Regions from separate parts of the Mus musculus genome. Here all the other regions are linked to region 5. A link is a contact called in public Hi-C, HiChIP or PLAC-seq and promoter capture Hi-C data. All regions are on one chromosome and are shown on one strand. The core of a region is the stretch at or near the end of the contact, and the rest is flanking DNA. Distances in the headings are between cores, read along the strand shown. Region 1 has its middle 92 kb from the start of Gm46219. Region 2 has its middle 150 kb from the start of Gm46219. Region 3 holds the start of Soga3 (SOGA family member 3). Region 4 has its middle 200 kb from the start of Gm46219. Region 5 holds the start of Rspo3 (R-spondin 3). Region 6 has its middle 200 kb from the start of Cenpw. Region 7 has its middle 220 kb from the start of Gm46219.

What was found. Promoter capture Hi-C pulls out the DNA fragments that hold promoters and counts their contacts. A called contact is a pair of places that touch in the nucleus more often than the background predicts. HiChIP or PLAC-seq counts read pairs in DNA pulled down with a chosen protein or histone mark.
Region 1: an H3K4me3 HiChIP or PLAC-seq map of craniofacial prominence shows a contact between it and region 5, with 6 times the contacts expected there. The contact joins the enhancer-like site here to the promoter of Rspo3 in region 5. A contact is called at or near these places in 22 of 39 promoter capture datasets (the 3T3-L1 cell line, 3T3-L1-derived adipocytes, the HPC-7 cell line and 11 more), 5 of 15 datasets of contacts at CTCF or cohesin (the G1E-ER4 cell line, the NIH/3T3 cell line, hippocampal excitatory neurons and 2 more), 130 of 484 Hi-C or Micro-C datasets (the AML12 cell line, the C2C12 cell line, the G1E-ER4 cell line and 55 more), 25 of 115 datasets of contacts at active chromatin or transcription factors (PVALB interneurons, acute myeloid leukemia, astrocytes and 17 more) and 4 of 9 other capture datasets (adipose tissue, embryonic stem cells, embryonic tail and 1 more).
Region 2: a promoter capture Hi-C map of stem cell-derived epiblast-like cells shows a contact between it and region 5, with 4 times the contacts expected there. The contact joins the enhancer-like site here to the promoter of Rspo3 in region 5. A contact is called at or near these places in 14 of 39 promoter capture datasets (the 3T3-L1 cell line, 3T3-L1-derived adipocytes, the HPC-7 cell line and 8 more), 1 of 15 datasets of contacts at CTCF or cohesin (stem cell-derived epiblast-like cells), 1 of 484 Hi-C or Micro-C datasets (embryonic stem cells), 5 of 115 datasets of contacts at active chromatin or transcription factors (embryonic forebrain, embryonic limb bud, embryonic stem cells and 1 more) and 1 of 9 other capture datasets (embryonic stem cells).
Region 3: a Hi-C map of cerebral cortex shows a contact between it and region 5, with 4 times the contacts expected there. The contact joins the promoter of Soga3 here to the promoter of Rspo3 in region 5. A contact is called at or near these places in 1 of 39 promoter capture datasets (hippocampal neurons), 3 of 484 Hi-C or Micro-C datasets (cerebral cortex, cortical neurons and embryonic stem cells) and 1 of 9 other capture datasets (adipose tissue).
Region 4: a contact with region 5 is called in an H3K4me3 HiChIP or PLAC-seq map of craniofacial prominence, with 5 times the contacts expected there. The contact joins the enhancer-like site here to the promoter of Rspo3 in region 5. A contact is called at or near these places in 11 of 39 promoter capture datasets (the 3T3-L1 cell line, embryonic stem cells, frontonasal cranial neural crest and 6 more), 2 of 484 Hi-C or Micro-C datasets (the AML12 cell line and gonadal supporting cells), 7 of 115 datasets of contacts at active chromatin or transcription factors (astrocytes, craniofacial prominence, embryonic forebrain and 3 more) and 1 of 9 other capture datasets (embryonic stem cells).
Region 6: a contact with region 5 is called in a Hi-C map of uterus, with 6 times the contacts expected there. The contact joins the enhancer-like site here to the promoter of Rspo3 in region 5. A contact is called at or near these places in 10 of 39 promoter capture datasets (the 3T3-L1 cell line, cranial neural crest, embryonic stem cells and 5 more), 9 of 484 Hi-C or Micro-C datasets (cerebral cortex, cortical neurons and uterus), 4 of 115 datasets of contacts at active chromatin or transcription factors (astrocytes, embryonic forebrain and embryonic stem cells) and 1 of 9 other capture datasets (embryonic stem cells).
Region 7: a contact with region 5 is called in a promoter capture Hi-C map of second pharyngeal arch cranial neural crest, with 4 times the contacts expected there. The contact joins the enhancer-like site here to the promoter of Rspo3 in region 5. A contact is called at or near these places in 7 of 39 promoter capture datasets (embryonic stem cells, frontonasal cranial neural crest, hippocampal neurons and 3 more), 5 of 484 Hi-C or Micro-C datasets (cortical neurons, embryonic fibroblasts and nephron progenitors), 3 of 115 datasets of contacts at active chromatin or transcription factors (embryonic limb bud, extraembryonic endoderm stem cells and stem cell-derived neural progenitor cells) and 1 of 9 other capture datasets (embryonic stem cells).

Annotation. Positions count from the first base shown.
Region 1 is chr10:29,793,521-29,796,323 of GRCm38.p6, forward strand. No RefSeq gene overlaps it. Among named protein-coding and RNA genes, the nearest start is that of Gm46219, 92 kb to the left of the region's middle. Within about 2 kb of position 1,326, at least 3 of the 459 cell types and tissues checked have an H3K27ac peak or open chromatin away from gene starts, as enhancers often do. A contact at or near this core is called in craniofacial prominence and second pharyngeal arch cranial neural crest, where this site is marked.
Region 2 is chr10:29,851,429-29,854,153 of GRCm38.p6, forward strand. No RefSeq gene overlaps it. Among named protein-coding and RNA genes, the nearest start is that of Gm46219, 150 kb to the left of the region's middle. Within about 2 kb of position 1,288, at least 7 of the 459 cell types and tissues checked have an H3K27ac peak or open chromatin away from gene starts, as enhancers often do. A contact at or near this core is called in embryonic limb bud, second pharyngeal arch cranial neural crest and stem cell-derived epiblast-like cells, where this site is marked.
Region 3 is chr10:29,142,626-29,145,452 of GRCm38.p6, forward strand. It overlaps Soga3 (SOGA family member 3), which reads left to right and starts at 1,371. Exons shown (of 7, transcript NM_026138.2): 1 at 1,371-1,810.
Region 4 is chr10:29,896,577-29,899,497 of GRCm38.p6, forward strand. No RefSeq gene overlaps it. Among named protein-coding and RNA genes, the nearest start is that of Gm46219, 200 kb to the left of the region's middle. Within about 2 kb of position 1,400, at least 28 of the 459 cell types and tissues checked have an H3K27ac peak or open chromatin away from gene starts, as enhancers often do. A contact at or near this core is called in astrocytes, craniofacial prominence and embryonic limb bud, where this site is marked.
Region 5 is chr10:29,534,500-29,537,216 of GRCm38.p6, forward strand. It overlaps Rspo3 (R-spondin 3), which reads right to left and starts at 1,368. Exons shown (of 5, transcript NM_028351.3): 1 at 733-1,368. The coding sequence starts at 829.
Region 6 is chr10:30,002,017-30,004,828 of GRCm38.p6, forward strand. No RefSeq gene overlaps it. Among named protein-coding and RNA genes, the nearest start is that of Cenpw, 200 kb to the right of the region's middle. Within about 2 kb of position 1,370, at least 11 of the 459 cell types and tissues checked have an H3K27ac peak or open chromatin away from gene starts, as enhancers often do. A contact at or near this core is called in uterus, where this site is marked.
Region 7 is chr10:29,920,377-29,923,304 of GRCm38.p6, forward strand. No RefSeq gene overlaps it. Among named protein-coding and RNA genes, the nearest start is that of Gm46219, 220 kb to the left of the region's middle. Within about 2 kb of position 1,370, at least 13 of the 459 cell types and tissues checked have an H3K27ac peak or open chromatin away from gene starts, as enhancers often do. A contact at or near this core is called in second pharyngeal arch cranial neural crest, where this site is marked.

The sequences.
Region 1 (2,803 bases), core at 76-2,575, 260 kb after region 5:
TTGAAAATTATTATTAGTTTTTTAACCTGATGATTTAGTCTGTTGAGCTGTTTTGGTGAGCTAAGAAGTCTCCTGATTTGTTATTGTGGTGCTGGTGGTGGTGGTTGTTGTTTTGAGCCATAACTATCTTCAAATTGCTTAGCAATATCACTAAATACCACATTGCTTGTCTTAGTGATTTTTGACAAGGGATCACTAGATAAGCTCCTCAGACATCATTAGAAATCACTGTGTAAAGATAAGAATCAAGTGCTAGGCAGTGGCATTCCCTTTAAATGCAAAAGTTAGACACTATTACTTTATTAGTGCACATGGTTATAGTCACTATTGTCTTCCTTTTGTATTTGGTATTTGATTTATTAATTAGGAGTAAAGCAATTCTATTCTCCTGGGTCAGGAATTGGATTTTGATTGGTGCCATACTGAACCATTGGTGGGAGTCAATAGAAGCATAAATGCTGATCACACCACTGAGCTTAGACAGAAAGTACCTTTGTTTTTGTCCATGCTATTAATAACCCATGAAATGAATATACGTTTAGGATGGTTTGGTGACTGACACCTCGTTAAGATATCAGGATCATGTCGTTTGAAATATGTTTAATAGCACAAGACAAAAGTGAGAAAATACACTGAAGATGAAAAAAGGAGGAAGAAGTACTTTTTTAATCTAATAAGTGAAGATGAAATATTGGCATAAATTGCCTTTGCAATAAGGATATTCAGTGTTGCTGGGGAGTCTTAACTATAACTTAGATCTTAGAAAATGAATATAATCAATGTATTCCACAAATACTACCATTAGCCATGCAAACTGTTATGTTACATTTTTATCTCCTTACTTCTCAAATGCTTCAACACTGGCAACACACCACACAGTTTCAGTGAACCGGCTGGGTTGATGGACAGAAGAGACAGCCAGCCCTCATTAAATCAAATCACTATTGCTGGAAAAAGTTTTCCTTTAATAGATAAGAATAGCGTTAACTTAATAGCTAAACAATAGGTGGGGTAATTTCCAATAACTACAACTAAAGATAAAACGTCAGTTTATACCTTCCCAGTGACAATTTTGTAATGGAATTCTGACTCAAAACTGGGCTTCCTATACAGTGTGTTATATTATAAGAACAGGTCTCAAAGTCCATGCTTCTAGCTGATGTACAACATGTAGTAAATATTTGAAGAAACATTTAAGACCAAGTTGAAAAAGGAAAAAAAAAAAAAGTCTTGCTTATGTGCAATTAAACTGTTCAGTCCCTGTTCTGTGATTACAATGCAATTTGACACCACATGTGGAAAGATCTACTTGGGGGATGGGGACTTGAGAGCTGTCAGGGGACTTACTCCTTTGGCAGTGATTAACAGTTAGGTAATGAGGGTCTGCTGTGTGGGGGTGAAAAATCCAAAATTGTATCAAATGGTTAGCTGCTCTTTTAGTGACCCCAAAGTGCATAGTGGTCCTAGAACTGAGAAGTTTAATATGTGTTTGAGTAGGGAGGGGGAGGGAGAGAGAGAGGGAGCGGGGGAGAGATTTTAGAAGTTTATATTTTATTAAGGTTTTTCTCCCATACCTCATCACCACAAAACATTCTATACTATTATTTCTTGATAGCTAAAACAAAACCAGTCCAATAATCAAAGAAAAAAAATGAAGTTTACTAATTTGTTTAAATTGTTAACAAACCACCATTTTTAACTGGGAAAAAAATACAACTTTGAAGAGGAAATATATTATTTAAATGTAGTACTAAAATAGCCTCATTGTAGATTCAAGTGTCTTATGAATTGTTTAATTTGTTGGTCAGATTTGCATTACAATGCATTATCTCAGATGTATGTAACGCAGCAGAAATAAATAACCTAACTCATTGGGAAAACTCTGAAGGGGGAAGAATGAACTCCATACTGCAGTGTGGATATTTTCATTGGATTGAAATGAGCCTGGTCTGAGATATGTAGAAACTGTGCCCATAATGGCTGTGTTCTTTTCCTTACCTGTGTACTCAGAACTGTCTCCTGCGGGGAGGGGATACCTGGGCACCCATGCTGTTATCTGTCAAATAGTCTTGTGACATCACTTAGCTTTCATTCCTTGTAATAAGAATAGAGCAACAGCTCCCGCTTACAGTTCCTGTGAAGGTCAAAAGAAGCTATACATAAGAAAGATGGCTGACACTTAAGAAAGCACTCATACGTACTGAGAATGTTTCTTTAATTTCCTCGTTTTCAATGGAGAATAGCTTCAGTTTTATGGTTTTCCAAATTTGAAGCAGGATACACACTTGTGATAATGTATTTACCCTCCATATGATGATATGCAACCTACTCATACTAGTATTATTGTTATATTTTAATTTAATAGCCTCAACTGCAACAAATCAAAATATTAATAATAATGAACATAATAATCGATCCATAAGCATGACAGTCCTCTAGGTTATTCTGTTAAAACAGCTGCCTCTAAGTGAAATTTACTGTACATCTTAACAACATAAAATGCTAGTGATTAAACTACAAGACTTGCACATAGCTCTTGAAATCCCAGAAAATATCCTGCGTGGGTTTCGGTGTAAATCATCTGGAAAGTTGCTTTGGTAATACAAAGACAGAGCAAAAAAATGGCTGAAGCCAAGAAAGGCAGTGTGTAAACATGAGTCTGTTGTTCTCTGGAGTAATGAGAAAGTGAATGAAACCTCCATCCATGGACTCCCTGTACATGTGTACTGGGGGGTATTCAACCCGGGTAATTAGTTTCCTTTTCAGTAATATTGAAGAACAGAAAGAAGAAAAGCATATACAC
Region 2 (2,725 bases), core at 38-2,537, 320 kb after region 5:
AAGCAATCATCTTTCAGAGCATTTGAAGAGCATCCAAAGAGTCCAAAGCACTTTATAAATACAAAGCTCTTGACACAGTTCTGGTCATTAGTCTCTTTCTGGAGAACCAAAGCTATTCCCATCCCAGTGCCTCACCTTGGAGGACACTCAGTGCTAGACCCTTTGACTCTCACATCTGGGAATGTGAAATCACTACCATTCTGACGTAGGAAGCATCCCTTACTCGGAAAGTCTGCGTGATTAAATGGGTGTGCAACAGAGGACACCACCACCACCCTCCCCAGGCATTTCCCCTGATTAGCCTGAAATCCAGCCTGTGTTGTTAATGTGACTATTTTGCTCTGTGGGTTCATACTAGGTTCACAAATGAAATTAAGCAAAATCAAAATTTTCAATTCTATTTGCAACCAAGAAAACAGTGAATTTCAACTTTAAAAGTCTCGTGGTTCTGCAATTACTGATTTATTTGTGCATTCAACTAATAACACAAATAAATACTGCATGTCACTCTTAAAATTAATATTAATAGCTACTGAATACTTCACTGTTTTCAGTTTTTAATGTTAAAAGGAAAGTATCTTAAAATAATATCAAAGTTTACAGCATACACTCATTAGTGAATAAGTGCAAACCTACTATTAAAGTTCTCTGACTGTTGCTTGATGCCATCTTCATACTTTCTTAAAAACGCTTGTCATACAAATCTTGGACAACTTATAGACAACCACACACTATATACTTGTCTTATATCTAAAATCTAGCTTCAGGTTGTGTAGCCTCAGCATGTCACCCTTGATGGCAGCTATAGAATCTCCAGGGTATTTGAGAACCATGAACTAGTTTATTTTATTTCTCAAAAACAAAGAAATACAACAAGCTGCTACGGTTCAATAATGAATTAATTTCAGTAATTAGAGAGATTTTATTCCTTCACTTATTTAAAAATATCAGTAATTCTTCTAAAAGGAAAGAAAATAATGTTTATTTAAAAGAAAATAGCACACCAATAATAAAATGATGATGATCCTCATTGTGGTGTGGCAGTTGGGACTAAGCGAAATTAAACAAAAACTTTAAAGCATTAGTGACTGAAGATCACTTAATTCCATGGATAATGGGCCCTGTGAAAATTATGAAAGCATTAACCATCTGGTTCACTATGAAGCTAAGTAAAATGGGCTTCTCTGCAAGACACAAACTGACTTAAACTCCTGATTCTAGTTTACTGCTCTACTGGCACCAGCATGCCTAAACTCATGGGAAGGCAGCCTCGTGCTGCAGAGCAGACCAGTGAACACCTGGAATATATTCTCCAGAGTGAAAACAGCAGGGAACTGACCAGAAATAACCTCTCTCATATTATTGCTTCAATTAGACCAAAACAACTTTCCCTTTGAAAACTTAATAATAAACACTGCGGGTCATTCACTTGTTTTGAGCCCCTTTGGGAGTGAGGAGCAGATGTATCCCCTTAGCTAGCCCCCTTTCTGTCATAGAAACAAGAGGCACAAATCAGGACAGATATTGATTTTAATTGGAACCAACAGCACCTACATGCCATATTAATTTTCACATATTCCTGAAAAAAATTAAGATTGTTTCTTGGTCCTCTTTGGGTTGATTGTATATAGTGATGTAATGAATGCATTTGGAAACTGGACAATACCTACACAGATTTAGTTACTTCTAAAATGTCCATTGTATACTGGAAGTGGAGAAGAAAGCATCCTGTATCCGTTATAGTTCTTCTTTATTGCCTGAGCAGGGGCACTTTTCTTGAGAATTTTCATCTCAAAAGATGCTATACATAAAAAGAAATCTTTTACTGTAAACAAAAAGCTTTATAAACCTAGGTTGATGGTCTCAACCTTCCTCCATTTCTTAGAATTACAAAATAAAGTTGTTTCCACATAAAAACAAAATTGCCTTCTTTGGAGTTATTAAGTTCTTGCTATCTCCTAATTCACAAATCACTACCCTTCCCTAGTTCTCTTGCTCATGTGATACATTGTTCATCTATTGCTGCCTGGAAGTGAATCATGTTCTGTAGTAGGATGTACTCATTTCAGTTTTCTGGGATCTGAATACAAGGTACATCAGCATACCTAGGGTGGAGCTCTAGGTTGCACTGACAGAAAGTACTCTAAATAGCCTTCAGCTGGGTTACCTGTATATTGTAGCTCACTGATTTAAGCACAGGTAATTGTGACACTTAGAAGATAGCCATGTAAAGACACTGCAGATCCCTATAATCCCATAGTGAAAAAAAAAAATCAAAGTGGAGAAAATTCAGAAGTAAAGATCAGCATGACTTAGCACCATCTACTAATGACTTAATACTCATTGAGGACTGTTGTTTATGGAATAGCAGTGCAAAATCAATGAGGAAAAATGTAGAACAAAATTTGATTAGAGTTTGAGGTTATTGACATGAGTGTATACATTGTGTACTTTTTTTTTGAGGTGTACCTGAGAGAAAAGAAAGACTAGCTTAGCATGTCTTTACTGTGCAAGAGAAAAACTAAAACTATCATTTCCCCTTCTTCTTTACTATTAGAAAACATGATGGTTTTTATTGTTTGCTGTGATACGTAGACTTTTCTGATCTATGCAGCAGGTCCATGGTCTAGCATTTTCCTTGCTGACCTGGATCTTATTTCATGTATGTGGCATTTCCCATGTCTACTGACAAAGAACTGTCTTAATAGGAGTGAAGCTATTCAGT
Region 3 (2,827 bases), core at 121-2,620, 390 kb before region 5:
GATGCAAGTCCTATCATAGATATCACAGGATTCACTATTCTGGCTTTCCACGTATTCAAGAATAAGAACAATATCTCCGTTACCTCAACTGTTGCCAGTATGTTTGAGCCTTCTCAGCACAGAGATGATTTCTCTACTTTCTTTGTATCCCCAGCACCTTGGACAGTGCTGGCCACAAACCACTCCATAGCAACAGTTTGACAGCCTAAATTATTTCCTTGTGATAACATAAGCGATGTCACTGGGGGTATACATTACCTGGGCTTAAATATGCTCTCATTTCGCTACTTCTGTGCAATTTACTCCAAATAGCCATTTCACTTTTAAGACAGGATTTAGTTTAAAATGAAGTCTCGCTCTAAAATTAACGCTAGGCTAGAAACTGTTGAAGAATATCTAAGTCTTTGTCCTTACAAAATCACCACAATAAAGTAAGAGAAGTTTAATGTCTCAAATTTTTCCTTTAAAAACAGGTTTATATATTCTGACCTGCAAACTTACAAGGGGATTTCTATGGGTTAAAGTAAGTCACTCGAGCCTACTCTCCTGAAATAAAATTGGAAGGAAAAAGAACAAAATTCCCCTCAAACATTAGGAGTATTATTACTGTGAATCAATATGGATAAATGTAAACTGGAAACGCATTTTTCTTAATTCATTGTCAGATCAGACGATTCTTTATTGATACATTTGTTCTGACTACTATTACTCACGTGCACAACAGTAAAAAAAAAAATGGATCTCAGAAATTACCAGTTTGTTTTCACTGAAGAAATTGGCCTTTAGCGAGGAGAGGGGAAAATATGGTGCCCAGTGCTACTGAGATGCACTTAAAACATCCCTGGAAGCACATATTTATTCAGTTTGCCCTAAATTAGTCATTTCTCCTTATCTCCTCAAGAACCCTTTGTCTGTGGGACAGCGGGTCTGACGAGCATTGTCTATTCGCGGAAAAGCCATCCCAGGACTCCGCCCGAGCTGGGGGTGGGGAAGGAGCCGCGCATGGAGAGACTGACTGAGCATTAAAGTGAGTGAACAAAGAGAAGTACCGGAAGCGCGCGCCAGCGCCTCTAAGAGCTGCGTCTAGAGACTCCGCTGGGTCAGGCTGAGGGTGCAGGATGCTCCAACCGGCTTCCCAAGGAAAAGAGCTCAAGTAAATAATTGATGGAGATTGATCGGACCTGAGACAAAGCTTTGCAGGAAGCCAAGGCATCCGATTTTAAGCGGTCTTGGAGTCTTCTGCCAAATACAGGAAATGGAAATGGAGAGAGGAATTTGATGAGCCAGGCTGAATAATTCTGCATCTCGGGCGTGGCTCTTGCCTTTTTGTCTTTCTGCCTCCCACCCGCTACCCTGGTTCCCCATCCTTCTCTTTCTTCTTTAAGCAACCACTCCGGTTACTTCTCTCCTGTCTTCCCTTCAATCCCGCCCTCTTTCCAGCCCAGTCCGGTGAGGTCAGCTCATGAATACCGCTGCACTTCCTGGGGAAGAGTCTGGCACTGCTTGGCACCCCGGGTATTGCCTGCTGCATTTGCAGCCCAGCCAGCCAAGCACCGCCGGCTAGGAGTCAACTCCCAGAGCTCTAAGTCTTTGTGGTTGTCGCCTTTGTTCGGAGAAACAGAGTGGGTGTGGATCCCGTGCAAGCAAGCGCGCCCAGAAGAAATTCGCCTATAACACTACGGAAGCTGGGAAGTTGAACTTTCTCTGAAAGGTAGAAAAATAAAGTCGGAGGTCTCCGGCTTCCTGGAAGCAAAAGCCACTGCAGAGAAGTGAGATCTTCTGGATTTCTAAAGACACGAAGAGAAACGGGGTGGGTCCTGGGACAGATAGGATTTGAGATGAAAAGGGTTGATTTGGTCCTTACTATCATTGCTTGGATGGATATTGCCACTGGAGAAACTGTGAGATACATTACCTTATTACTTTGTCAGGGAACAAGTGACAGACACTAGGTTCCTTAGATTGTGGAACTAATTAATGAAACCCAAGCTTTCGTTGAGGTTATAGTCTGGGCGGGTGAGGCTTCAGCTGGTGACTTTCTGAGTTCCCGCGTGGTTCTACTTGGTTAAATATAACATTGCATTGTCAGTACAATTAAGCTGGGTGGCCCACTTTAGTCTGACCCACGGTAAAGTAGGCCAGACTTTTTAGCAGAGGGTAACTTTGGTTTTCCTTCTGAAGTAATCATTGTTTATTTTTGTATTACAAAGGGAGTTGAAAAGAGATTACAGAGGGAGAAAGGAAGGTGGAGGAGTTTTGGGTGCCTTTCCGTTATGAAAGGACAAATGATTACATCCTCAATTGAGATACTTACAACAGACAATAAGAGTAATAATGGGAAACCATGTCTCCTAAAAGCTCTCTCTCTCTCTCCCTCTCTCTCTCTCTCTCTCCCTCCCTCTCTCTCTCTCTCTCTCCCTCTCTCTCTCTCTCTCTCTCTGTGTGTGTGTGTGTGTGTGTGTGTGTGCGCGCGTGCGTGTGTGTGCGTGTGTGTGTGTGTGTGTGTGTGTGTGTGTGTGTGTGTGACCTTCCTCTGCTTTACCAGTAAAGGTAAATGAGGTTCTTGGAAAGGGGCCAAATGAACTAGCTGTCTGAACCACTAGCAAGGAAAATCCACAGGTCTTTTCTGTCCTCTGGATTAAAATGGTATGTTTATACTGGAAAGCTAACACAATGTATCTTACCGCCCTAAAGGAAGACAAACAGCCTTTTGGTTAAATAGTGTTCCATGGTTCTGTTTCAGAATTTGGCTCCATAGGAATGTCTGAGCATTTTAACATTTTTAAATTTAGGTTTTATTTTATGCATATGGGTGTTTTGCCTGCAT
Region 4 (2,921 bases), core at 150-2,649, 360 kb after region 5:
GTGTGTGTGTGTGTGTGTGAAGAAGCCATGTATTTGAAAGAAACGGGACTTCAGAGAATAAGGGGGGATTGAAAGGAGGAAAGAGAACAGGGAAAATGATGTAATTATATTTGAGTTTAAAGAAATAAAAATGGGGGCTGGTGAGATGTCTCAGTGGGTAAGAGCACCCGACTGCTCTTCCAAAGGTAGGAAGTTCAAATCCCAGCAACCACATGGTGGCTCACAACCATCCATAATGAGATCTGACTCCCTCTTCTGGAGTGTCTGAAGACAGCTACAGTGTACTTACATATAATAAAAATAAATAAATCTTCAAAAAATATTTAAAAAAAAAGAAATAAAAATGAATAGAGACTATGAATGTGGGCAGAAATGTAAGAGCACACAGGCTATACATGTGGATGACACAGGATAAACTCAGGCATTGGGCTTTACCTTCTCTTTTCTTTAAGACACATTTCTGCTACTATTTGTTATTGAGTCTGCAGGCTGGCCCAGAAGCTTTCCAAGACTCTGTTCTCTGTTTACCTACCTTTCATTGTAGGAGTATTGGACTTATAGACACGCAGTATCAGGCCATAAGTTCCAGGCTCTGGGAATTTGAACTCAGGTTGCTGCCGCTGTGTAGCAAATGTTTTACACATTGAGCCACTTCCTTAGCCCAACTGACTCATTTTTAATAAGGAATCTACATTGACAGTTGTGGTTTTAGTTGTTTTTATATTTTACATAAATAGGATAAACAAAGATTGCCTAACCATATACTGATGGTTAAAAAAGAGCTAGGAGAGTGATAACTCAGACAGAAGGAGAGATCATAGCTTTTATATCAGGTAAAGGAAAACTGCAACTGTCTGTTGGTTTTGATGATTTCATGTACACATGAAAGTTGCATCCTTCCCTTAAAAGAGATAAGGAGAACATGAAAGGTGCAAATTGAACTTTTGCCTCACCTCCTGTTTCTGTTCTTTACCATTTTCAATTAATTTCTGTTTGTCTTACTGTCTATCCGCTGAAAGTGTATCTGAATCCAATGAAAATGTAAAACATGTGATGTGAAATTGTTTGAGAGAGGAAAGAGGAAGTGTGCTGTTAAATGTTAAGACGGGTCCTGTGGTAAATTGTATACATGCACCACATCAAAAGTAAGTTGAAGTTAAAATAAATAATGTTACACTGCAAGTTGAAAGACTATAGCGAAGCGTAAAGATGCTTGTGTACTAATTGAGAGTATTTTAATCATGACAAGATTTAGAGAAATAAACACTGTAGATGAGAACAGGGCGCTGAAAGCTCAATGCAGGTTCTGCTTTTCCTTTCTAGTGGCTTGGCAGGGACTCTGCTGAGCTCCAGTCTGGCCTTGGAAACAGAAGCAGTACTGTTCAAAGGATTAATCAGAGGCCATCCACAGGAGGCCTGGGGCCAAGCACATGGCCAGCCTCCTGAGCTGGTACAGAAAGCATTGCCCTCTTCTGTGTTGCCAGAGGTTATAGTGGACCACTGCCTTGGAGGCATACAGCAGACCTAGTTAAGCAGGCACTTGTTTCTCTCTGTACAGTGATGCTGACCTCACCAAACACCTCTGTCCTCTCCATTCTGTCCCTGTGACTCACCCTTAACTACAGGATTAAAATGACCAACACTCTCTTAGCCATGACTCAAGCTGAGCTATAGTCTATATGGCTATCAAGGATTAAGAAAAAAAAAAAAAACTTTGTATTCATTCAAGAGGGAGAAAACAGAAGAAGAAAGAAAAAGTTGTTTCTGTATCAGAGCTTCAAAGTTGAGTCCATTGATTGAAACTTTTCTTCTAGAAAATGTAAGTTTCTTCTTACATTTGGACGATATATAAAAACCTGACAGAAATTCAGCAGAGGCTCATAAAGATCAATTAGGAAGATTTGTGTATTTTGTGGAACAAAACTTTTAATAAATGTATGTTTTACAAAGACATATTACTTCCAAATTGTTGTTCTTTAAATTCATCTTTACCCTTCTGAGGGCGATTTAATTCTAACTACAGTCAAAGAGACACCAGAAAGACTAAAAAGAGAAAAATGAGTGAAATAGTTTATGTATGAGTGGATTAATCTATTAAGCATATGCTATCAAATCTTTTAAATATGTACCTATCATATGATGTGAATGCTTTTATCACCTAATAAAATGGCTTATTTCATTTTAAAACCAACACTGAATTTGAGTATATAATAGGTAAAGAAATTTAACTTTTGAGATACCTTTTATTCTTCTGTTAATGTATTGAGTATCTATGCACTACACTCATTTAGTGTTTGTGGAAAAAGTTGAGTTTAAAAAAATCCTCCTGATGCAGTCCTCCTGATCCTCTTATTGGGTTTCCAGAAGAGAAGTGCCTACTAGACAATTGTTGCATGGCATAACTTATTCAATTTTAAGGCATCAGACATTCAGAGAGAAGGAATACACGGCTTGGTCCCACCTAACTTATATGCTTAGATATTTAGAAATGCTACATAGAGCTATTCTTTTGTTGGTTAAAAAACAATGGAATCATTATTTTTATTCTAACATTTTTAGCTAAACATCTTGTTACTTCATGAGGATATCTGTTTGTACAGATACTAGAACCCAATGTTGAAGATGAAAATCCCATTTCTTCTTTGTTAATCATATGTTTGAGATATCTATGGGTGTTTTTGAAAGGTTGTAAATTCAGAAATTTTATTGGACTTGAGTGTGCTCCTGTATGTCTTACCAAATAAAGCAATGTCAATGTCATATATTAAATAAATGTATTATTGGGAGTGGATTTATCATTTCTCTGTAATCTGGAATTGAGTTCAGGCTTGGGAAATAGTTTCATCCCTTTGTGGTATAAACAGTGAGGAGCCTGGGACTCATTTCTGGGTGAAGTGATCACTTAGTCATAGATTCTCAAG
Region 5 (2,717 bases), core at 118-2,617:
GCGTGAAAGTGACTGAAGTTCGGAACCTCTGGAGTTCCTCTGACTTCCAACCCCAGAGGATGGGACATGGGGCAACTCAGCAGACAGTCGTGGAAGCCCTGGCGCCTCAGCGCCACTCCACTCGTGCGCTTCGTGGGAAGCTGCAGCGCGGGAGCTTGCTCACTGTCCCTTGGGCCCGCCCCAGGTTGATTGACTAGACTACCATAAAACAACCTAGGGGGAGGGGCAGCCAAGGTTCCCGGAGCCAGGCGGGAATTTGGGATGATCCCAGTCTCCTTGCCTGCCATTATCAAACAACCCAAAGGCAGGGAGACCCAACTGCCTGGGGCTCTAGGCCTCCGTCGGAGCCTCAAAGGAAAGCACAAATCCCTACAGCGAATCTAGGAAAGAAAGAAAGATTTCCAGATCCTGATTTACAGGGGGGGGGGGGGGGGGGGGGGGGCAGACTAGCACCGGGTGCACCGACTCCAGTACTGGTTTGTGTACTGGAGTAGAAGAGCCAGTGCCCCGAGTTGCTATCTCCTGTGGGAGGCATAGGGTGTAGGTTGAAAAGACTGTTTCCTCCAGCAGCTGGGTCTGGGCAGGCAAAACCAGCTGACAGGTGAATGTGGTGGAAGGGAGCAAAGACATAACGCAAAGCAAAACCAAAACAACAACAACAAAAACAAACAACAACAATACCCCCTCCTCTCCCACTCCCCCCCCCAAAAAAAAAGAAAACCCCAAACTTACTTCTTCGCTGGCGCCTTCCTCGGGAGGCGTTTTGGCTGCCAATGTATTCCATAAAGTTCAAAATGATAAAAAAACAAGAAATCAGTCGCAAGTGCATAGTAACCCTGTAATGTTTCCCTTTTTTCTCTCCTTTTTCTTTTCACTGTTAGTTATATTTAATGTTTTTTTTTAAAGAAAAATATGTATGTAGGTGTTAGGCGAGTCTATACGAAGAGTAGAAAAACCAGAGCAGCGGGACTTCTCCACTGAGATCCAACAGGCGTGCTGTGATGGCAAGCGAAGCGGGACGGGTGGACCGGGAAACCAACAATTGCATTCTCAAATTGTCCGAACACAGCCGGCTGCTCTGGGGTGGCTGTCATCGCCGCGAGCGAAGGTTGCAGGAGCCTCCTGGCTGGCCGCAGGTTAGCCTCGGTTGCACAGCAGCGGCGGCTGCGGGCGGAATCCAGGCGAGCAGTGGCCCCTGGGGCTCAGAGGCTGCAGCGGCTGCGGCTGTGGCAGGGACCCCGGGAGCGCAGGGAAGCGGACGCCGTGGGTACCGCAGCCATGGTCAAGGGGCGCTGGAGAGACCCGAGCTGCTTCTGGCGTTCTGAGCAGGAGCCGCTCCAGTGTTGGGCCGGGCTAGGAGCACCCCATAGGGAAGGAGGAGGAGGGAGGGGGAGACGGGATGGCTGCGGGGGGCGGGGGGAGCTCGGGGACGGGGAGGAGCAACAACCCGGAGCGACCTCAATAACTTTCAATTTCAAGAGGGAAAGAGGGAGCTGGAAAAGTACAGGCGTTGCGATTTGGCAGATGGACGGGAAGAGGCGCCTAAGGGGTCCCGGGTCTGTGGCGGAGCATCTCTGGACTCAGCAAAGACGGCGGGAGAACGGGAGCAGGGTTGGGGGAGGGACAATTTGAACCCGGCAAGGTGGGCGCACTGGGGTTTGGTGGTTTCTGTCCCAGCTGTACCAAATACCCCAGACCCAATGCTTCTGTTGTCCTTGGCCTCTGGCAGATCTAACCACATAGTAGTGGCCATGTCCTTCAGTTCTTCAGAGACCCTGCCTCACTCCAGCAACTGCTCTTGGGAAGTTCACCACTCGACTCTCTTGTTCCTAATTTCTTGGGATTTCTGGATACAGATGCCCTCTCAACTCTTAGCCTTTCTCAGTGTCTCTCTGTTGCTTTAACCCTCCCCTCCCCCCCAACTCCCTCCCCCCCCTTTTTCCAGGGAAAGTAGCTGTGGTTGTGTTGTGTGGTCTCAAGGGGCTTAGGTGGGAGTTTACCCTTCAACTTGAAGGTGCTTTACCTGATCCTAAGGGGAGGACCCAGAGGTGTGAGCTCTCTGGGTAACCTGGATGGAAAAGCAATTGTACTGTGGCTTTCTTCCAAGCCCAGCCTTTGCTCTGCAAGATCCCCCCTCCCTCAGGCACTTCCCTAAGTAGTCACTGTTAAAGAGTGTTAATCTCTCTCTCTCTCTCTCTCTCTCTCTCTCTCTCTCTCTCTCTCTCTCATCTTCTTATGCTGTTGAGAGGATCTGTTGTACATTCTGGTTTCTCATCTGGGGGACTGAGAATACTATGTGGAAAGATTGTCTCCATTTGGTGATAATGAGTAAAGGTCCATTTCCATTTCTTGCTTCTGTTTCCAGAGCAAGGGGAGTGGGAGTAGAGGGCTCTTGGCAGTAGAGAGAGAGAGAGAGAGAGAGAGAGAGAGAGAGAGAGAGAGAGAATCAGGTTCTCAGGTTAAACCACTACCAGGGAAAAGACCAGGCCCTGGGATGACTTCCGCTGTTGGGCATCCTACCTCTTCTTCTGTAGCACAGACACTTATAGTTACTGAATTGTTTTGTTGGAGGTCACAAGCCTCAAAGCATTTTTAATGTAAACCTGTCCTAAGGGTGCTGATGAGTATTCTGAAGGATTCTTTTGTAATGCTAAAGCTTTATGCAGCATTGGATTACAGGCAGGCCACTTTGAAACCAACTGAGATTTGCAGGAGTG
Region 6 (2,812 bases), core at 120-2,619, 470 kb after region 5:
TAGATACTAAAATATCTACATGCATGTTTTAAATGGTTATTAAGCTCTACATTTAAATGAATGGTTGTAAATTGTATGAGTTAGTTCTCTAAGACAACATTGTCTATAGCTGGCAGTGTGTTTTTCAATGATAGGGTAAAAAGCAAATATTTCCTAATTTTTTGTAGCTTTCAATATAGAATTTTGTGATTGTATAAATATAACCCAAAGTAGCTTTTACATGGTCAATTTTGAGTAAAGGTGATGGCAGTCAAGCATGGTTAACCAAAATAGATAAATATTAAGTCTCCAGAGAGGTTTTTGTTTTTTGTTTTGTTATTTTTTTTTGCGTAATATTTCATCTATATGAGTTTACTCCTTAAACATAGCAACTGTAATGTGGTTCGATACTAAAACAATTGCTCTAAATATCAGTGTTTCATCCTTCCCAAGCCATGTCCTTCATTATTTAAAAGGGAAAAGAACACATTCTACTTTATTTTGGAATATTCCATTGACTAAATAGTACCTGATATTCAAAGGCTCTAAGTGCTTCATGTCTGGTTTGCAATACAGACTGCTTCATAACCTGACAACACTAAACAGATTTACTGGTAGTGCAATCAGTCACCCTTCTGTTTGCAGAAACCAAAGGGCTCAGATGACATGATTGCCACAGCCATTCGTTCAGTACCAACTTCCAGCACTTATAACCTCATCAGAAAGCCTGATAATCTGCCAATAATTTTCTTGGTTTCTTATACTCCTGCCTGCTAATGAAAACAGAGTTTTCTTTATAGGCATTGATCATTCATCTTATACTGAGAACACGCATACTACATTAATCAGACCCAATGCTTTTGGGGTGGCCCATTAAGATTATTTGAATCAAATCAGATAATACATTTAAGTTTTTCCCCTGTGTGTCTAACAATCTAGCTTAACAAATCATACATGTAATCTAAGTCTTTTTTTTTTTTGCTACAAAAAGAAAACACATGGAAAGTTCTTAATTTTTAATAATAATCTATAGCGAACTCAGCTTGCTCTCTTATGCAATTGCACGAGAAACAGCTGGGTCCTACTAAACAGAAAGCACTTTTATGGTTTCTCTTAAGGGCCATTAAATCAACGTGATGAGAGCACAGCTGGACTGGATCCTGAAAACTTATCAGATCCCACACAGTAGAGAAAGGGAGCATGCGATGTGGTGCTATAACCAGGTCCTAACCAGCCCCCTCACTTAGGGCTGCAGGTGGAGTTTAACAGAGAAAGCAAACTCCCTGTATTAAACCCTTCAAAGTTTGATCTTCCCCTATACCTCTCCTTTCTGTGTGGGTGTCTTCCCGTAATACCATTTATTCATAAAACTATTAAAAAGATTTTTCTTGGCTGGTTTTACTGGCATGACTCAGATAGTCAAGGACGTGCCTGGCTGTCTTAGTACAGCTTTCAACACCAAGACTCAGAATTTGTGCTTAAAATTTAGCACATGGCAGTTCCAAAGCTACAAGCTGTATGAAACTTTAGAGATTATGGTAGCTGGGTAAAGGCTTCCCACCCTGATAAACTGAAGCAAGATCTGGACATCTGTCCACAATGCACTGATGCTTTTCTGCCTTCTTGTTTTAGCTCAATTTCCTCATTGTTCTCTAACAACTGAAAATGATACAAATGCTATTAGTCTTTAAAGTATATGGATATATTTTTGTGATAAATCAAGCATCGTATACAAAGGAAGACAATGAAAGAAATTATAAGCAGAGACAAAATCTGTTACACCAGTGGTCATTAGGCATCATTACCTGGTGTCCTATTCTAATAGTCCCTGATCTTGTCTTCAGTATGTCTTAACGAGAAAAGGAGATTTTTTTGTTTGCTATGAATTAAGTCCAAGCTACGAAGTCAAGCTGTAGCCAAATTTGTAACCCTACACAGATAAGCTTTAGAACTTCTGTTTCATCCACAAAGTAAAATGATGAGTACCTACCCTTCATGAGTTTTATTAAAAGGTAAAATGGAAAGTGATGCATGAAGAATTTAATTCCATTCGTGTCTCTTATATTTGCTTTTCCCTTTCTTCTCCCATTCTCTTCCTCCGCTCTTCTTAGCACACATCTTCTATGCCCCAAATGCAAGGCACCCATATTTTTTTTTTTTAAAAAAGCAACTTCTCTAAAGCTCAAAACACACATTGGATTCCACAGTATAAGAGTGGAAAACTTCAATACCATACTGTCATCAATAGACAGATCATGGAAATAGAAACTCAACAGAGATAGAGAAACTAACAGAAGTTATGGATCATGTGGATTTAACAGGTATCTATAGAACATTTCAGCCTAAAACAAAAGAATATACCTTCCTCTCAGCACCTCCTGGTATCGTCTCCAACACTGACGTCATAATCAGTCACAAAGCAAACTTCAACAGATACAGGAAGATTGAAATAATCCCACGAAGCCTAATCAGACCACCATCACTAAGGCTAGACTTCAATAACAACAAAAACAACATAAAACCCACACACCCATGGAAACAAAACAACTCTCTACACAATACCTTGATCAGGGAAGAAATAAACAAACTGTCTTAGTGTTTCTATTCCTGCATAAACATCATGACAAAGAAGCAAGTTGGGGAGGAAAGGGTTTATTCAGCTTACATTTCCACATTGCTGTTCATCACTTAAGGAAGTCAGGACTGGAACTAAAGCAGGTCAGGAAGCAGGAGCTAATGCAGAGGCCTTGGAGGGCTGTTGCTTCCCCTGGCTTGCTCAGCTTGCTTTTTTATAGAAGCCAAGACTACCAGCCCAGAGATTGTACCACCCACA
Region 7 (2,928 bases), core at 120-2,619, 390 kb after region 5:
TTCACATAGTTGACCCTGGCAGATATTTCAATAGTTACTCCTTACAGTATGATACATGAAAAACCACAATGGAATTATTATATAGCCCAGAAGCAAAAAAGAGTGCTTTAATAAAAAGCATAGCAGAGTTTGTCATGTTTTAATTTTAATGATCACTTTACATATACTACATAAGTGATTTTTCTAGATAAAATGAACACTTTCAAGTAAAAAGCAAAGCTTACTTTAGATAAAAATACTGGTTTTTCAAGGGTATCAGTTAGTAAAAATGTGGACTCTGAGGTGACATAGAACATCAGACTCCAGTCTGGGCTATTTGGCTGTCCTATGTCTTCATTCCGGAGCAGTGACGACATTGTCACTTCATATATAATTCTGTGATTTGGAGTGAATTGTAGATCAGAGCATTCTATTCCTGTGATTTCAGGTTACATTGTGAAGTTAGTGGAGCTGACTGGTGACTTTGCCCTGACAGTGTACCAGTTGCCTTAGTTTTTAAGTCTGAGAGAAAAGAAGAAATTACTCAAACTCTGCAGGAATTTTGTGACAAGAGAAATCTTTCAAATGGCCACTATCTTCTAAAAAATAAAGATATGAATGTAAAAAACTGAATTGTGAGGATAGATATTTAGACAATCAGGTCAGAGTCAGTCTATAAGAAAATAATTTAATGTCAAAAGTGTATCTGGGTGATAGAATGCATTATGTAGTTTGGCACTTTTAAACACAGTTTAAGAACTTAAAATTGTTATTTTGTTTTTGTTCTATCATCTATTTTAGAACATCTTATTGGACTATCACCAAACTTTTTCATCATACTGATCTTAGAGACATAACACTAATATTTTACTATTTGACATTTGTTTAACTATTACAAATTACACTATTTGTGCACACAAAAACATGTAACATAAGTAACTTTAAAGAATTAAAATAGATTAAAATAAGTCAAATGGCAAATTCTATCAATCAATTTATGAAGATATATTAACAACTATAATTAGACATGATAAAAATTGAGTTGCCAGTTAATCGTAATATTTATGTTGCTCTCGAATTTTATTTCCTAATAATTAAAATAAAATGTTAGTATTTCTAAAGATTTAGAGAAAAGCTAAGAAGTAGACACATGTAACTTTCTCTTTTTTAGTGAATTCTGTCTCAATATCAATGTGAAAATTTTGCTTTGAGCACACTTTTCTTTAGGGTATATTAGAACATTGTAAGCAATGACCTGAAGAACTCTGTGTCTGTCTCACTGGTGATGACAAGTATGTTAATTGCTTGCAGATAACATCTGTTCTAGTGAAATCAAGATGCAGAGCCTGAGCTGGATCTGTAGTGCAAGCTGCTTTCTAAAGGCCTGTTCAGGAGCCCTGCTGCATGCATTTCACAGACTCTCCAGGCAGCTGGGGAGCTTGTGTGCCTTTTTGAGAAACTTCCAGCAACTGAAATAAAATCCGCCAGGAATCCTGGGTCATTGAAATGTCTCCCTTTGAGCAGTGGACTTACCTTTGAAGCTACAAGATACCCACTGACCATGACGCCTGGGTATGCTCCGGCTAAAGCAAGTTCAGGGTGAGCTGCCAACCTCCTGCATGCAAGAGCAAGCCACCGACTTCCTTCTCTGTTTACAGAACAGGGTGAAAGGCCTCTGTAGAGGGGAGAGCAAGAGCCTGGTCAATATAATGTCAGATAGAAAGGGCCCTTCTTCTCCAAAAGCCACATTTACAATTTTGCATGGTTCATGGATTGCAATTGCTTTCCAGATGTGCCTATGGACTTAGCTAACCATAGCATCATGATGCTCCGCTTGCAACCCTTTCCAGACTGCTTATTTGCTTCTTCTTTAAACTATAGAATTATGAAAAATCTAATGTGCTGTTTCTAGGAGAGCCAGTTCTACTCTCATTTGGGACATGGAGCACAGATTTCCAGGCCTCCCTGTGCTGTGCAGGATATGGAAGAACTTCAGCCTGGCATGTTTCTCTTCAGTATTTGTAGACCAAGCTAACTATGTTGACCAGAGCCGTGAGCATGGCAATCTCCCTAGTTTTGCTGATAGGTTTTTGATGACAACATTTTGAAAACTTCTTTTAAAAAATATCTACAGGTTTGAGAACTAAAATAATTTAAGAAAAGCAGATTTAATAAGAACAGATACTAAAGAAAATGTTTTTTCTATAGTGGAAAAGTTGATTTTAGACAAAACATTTGTTTTCATGTTTCCACTATGGTTGTCATGATTTTAAACACAATCTCTTGGTATACGAGTTATTGATGTAATAGTTTTGAATAAATTAGATCTTTCCATCATCTACCTTATCAATACTATTTCAGCAATCTCAGGATAGAGAGTGGTGGAAACACTCCGCTGTGGTATGTTTTTTTTGTTTTTGTTTTTTTTGTTTTGTTTTTAATACACTGTCTCAAACTCAGATAGTGGGTAAAAAGAGCAGCCATCATTCTGAGTTAGTGCCACTGAGGAAGATTGATCTGTGAAAGAATCAAGTGAGAGGTTTTGGGAAGATGAGTGGTATATTCTCACAACTGGGACACTTACTAGAGAACAACCGGTCCCCTGAGAAATGACCTGAATGGCTTTTGTCAGCACAGATCGACCTGATTTGTTGGTTCACTTGGATTTTCTATTTCCTAGCCCTCTGTAACAAAAGTAGATATTATTCTTCCAAATTAATCAAGCTTCAAATATTAAGATTTTAGCAATCAATGGACTCATTAACATTAACTGATTTGACTTTTAATGATCAGTACTTACTTGAACATAGAATTTTGAAACATTTCAAAAGCATGATTCATAGATGCATTTGTATGTCTTAATAAAATAAAAATTATATGTAAGTTTAATTATACGTAAATTTTCACAGGCTTTACATTTTTGCTTCTTGTTAAACTCTTATAATTTCT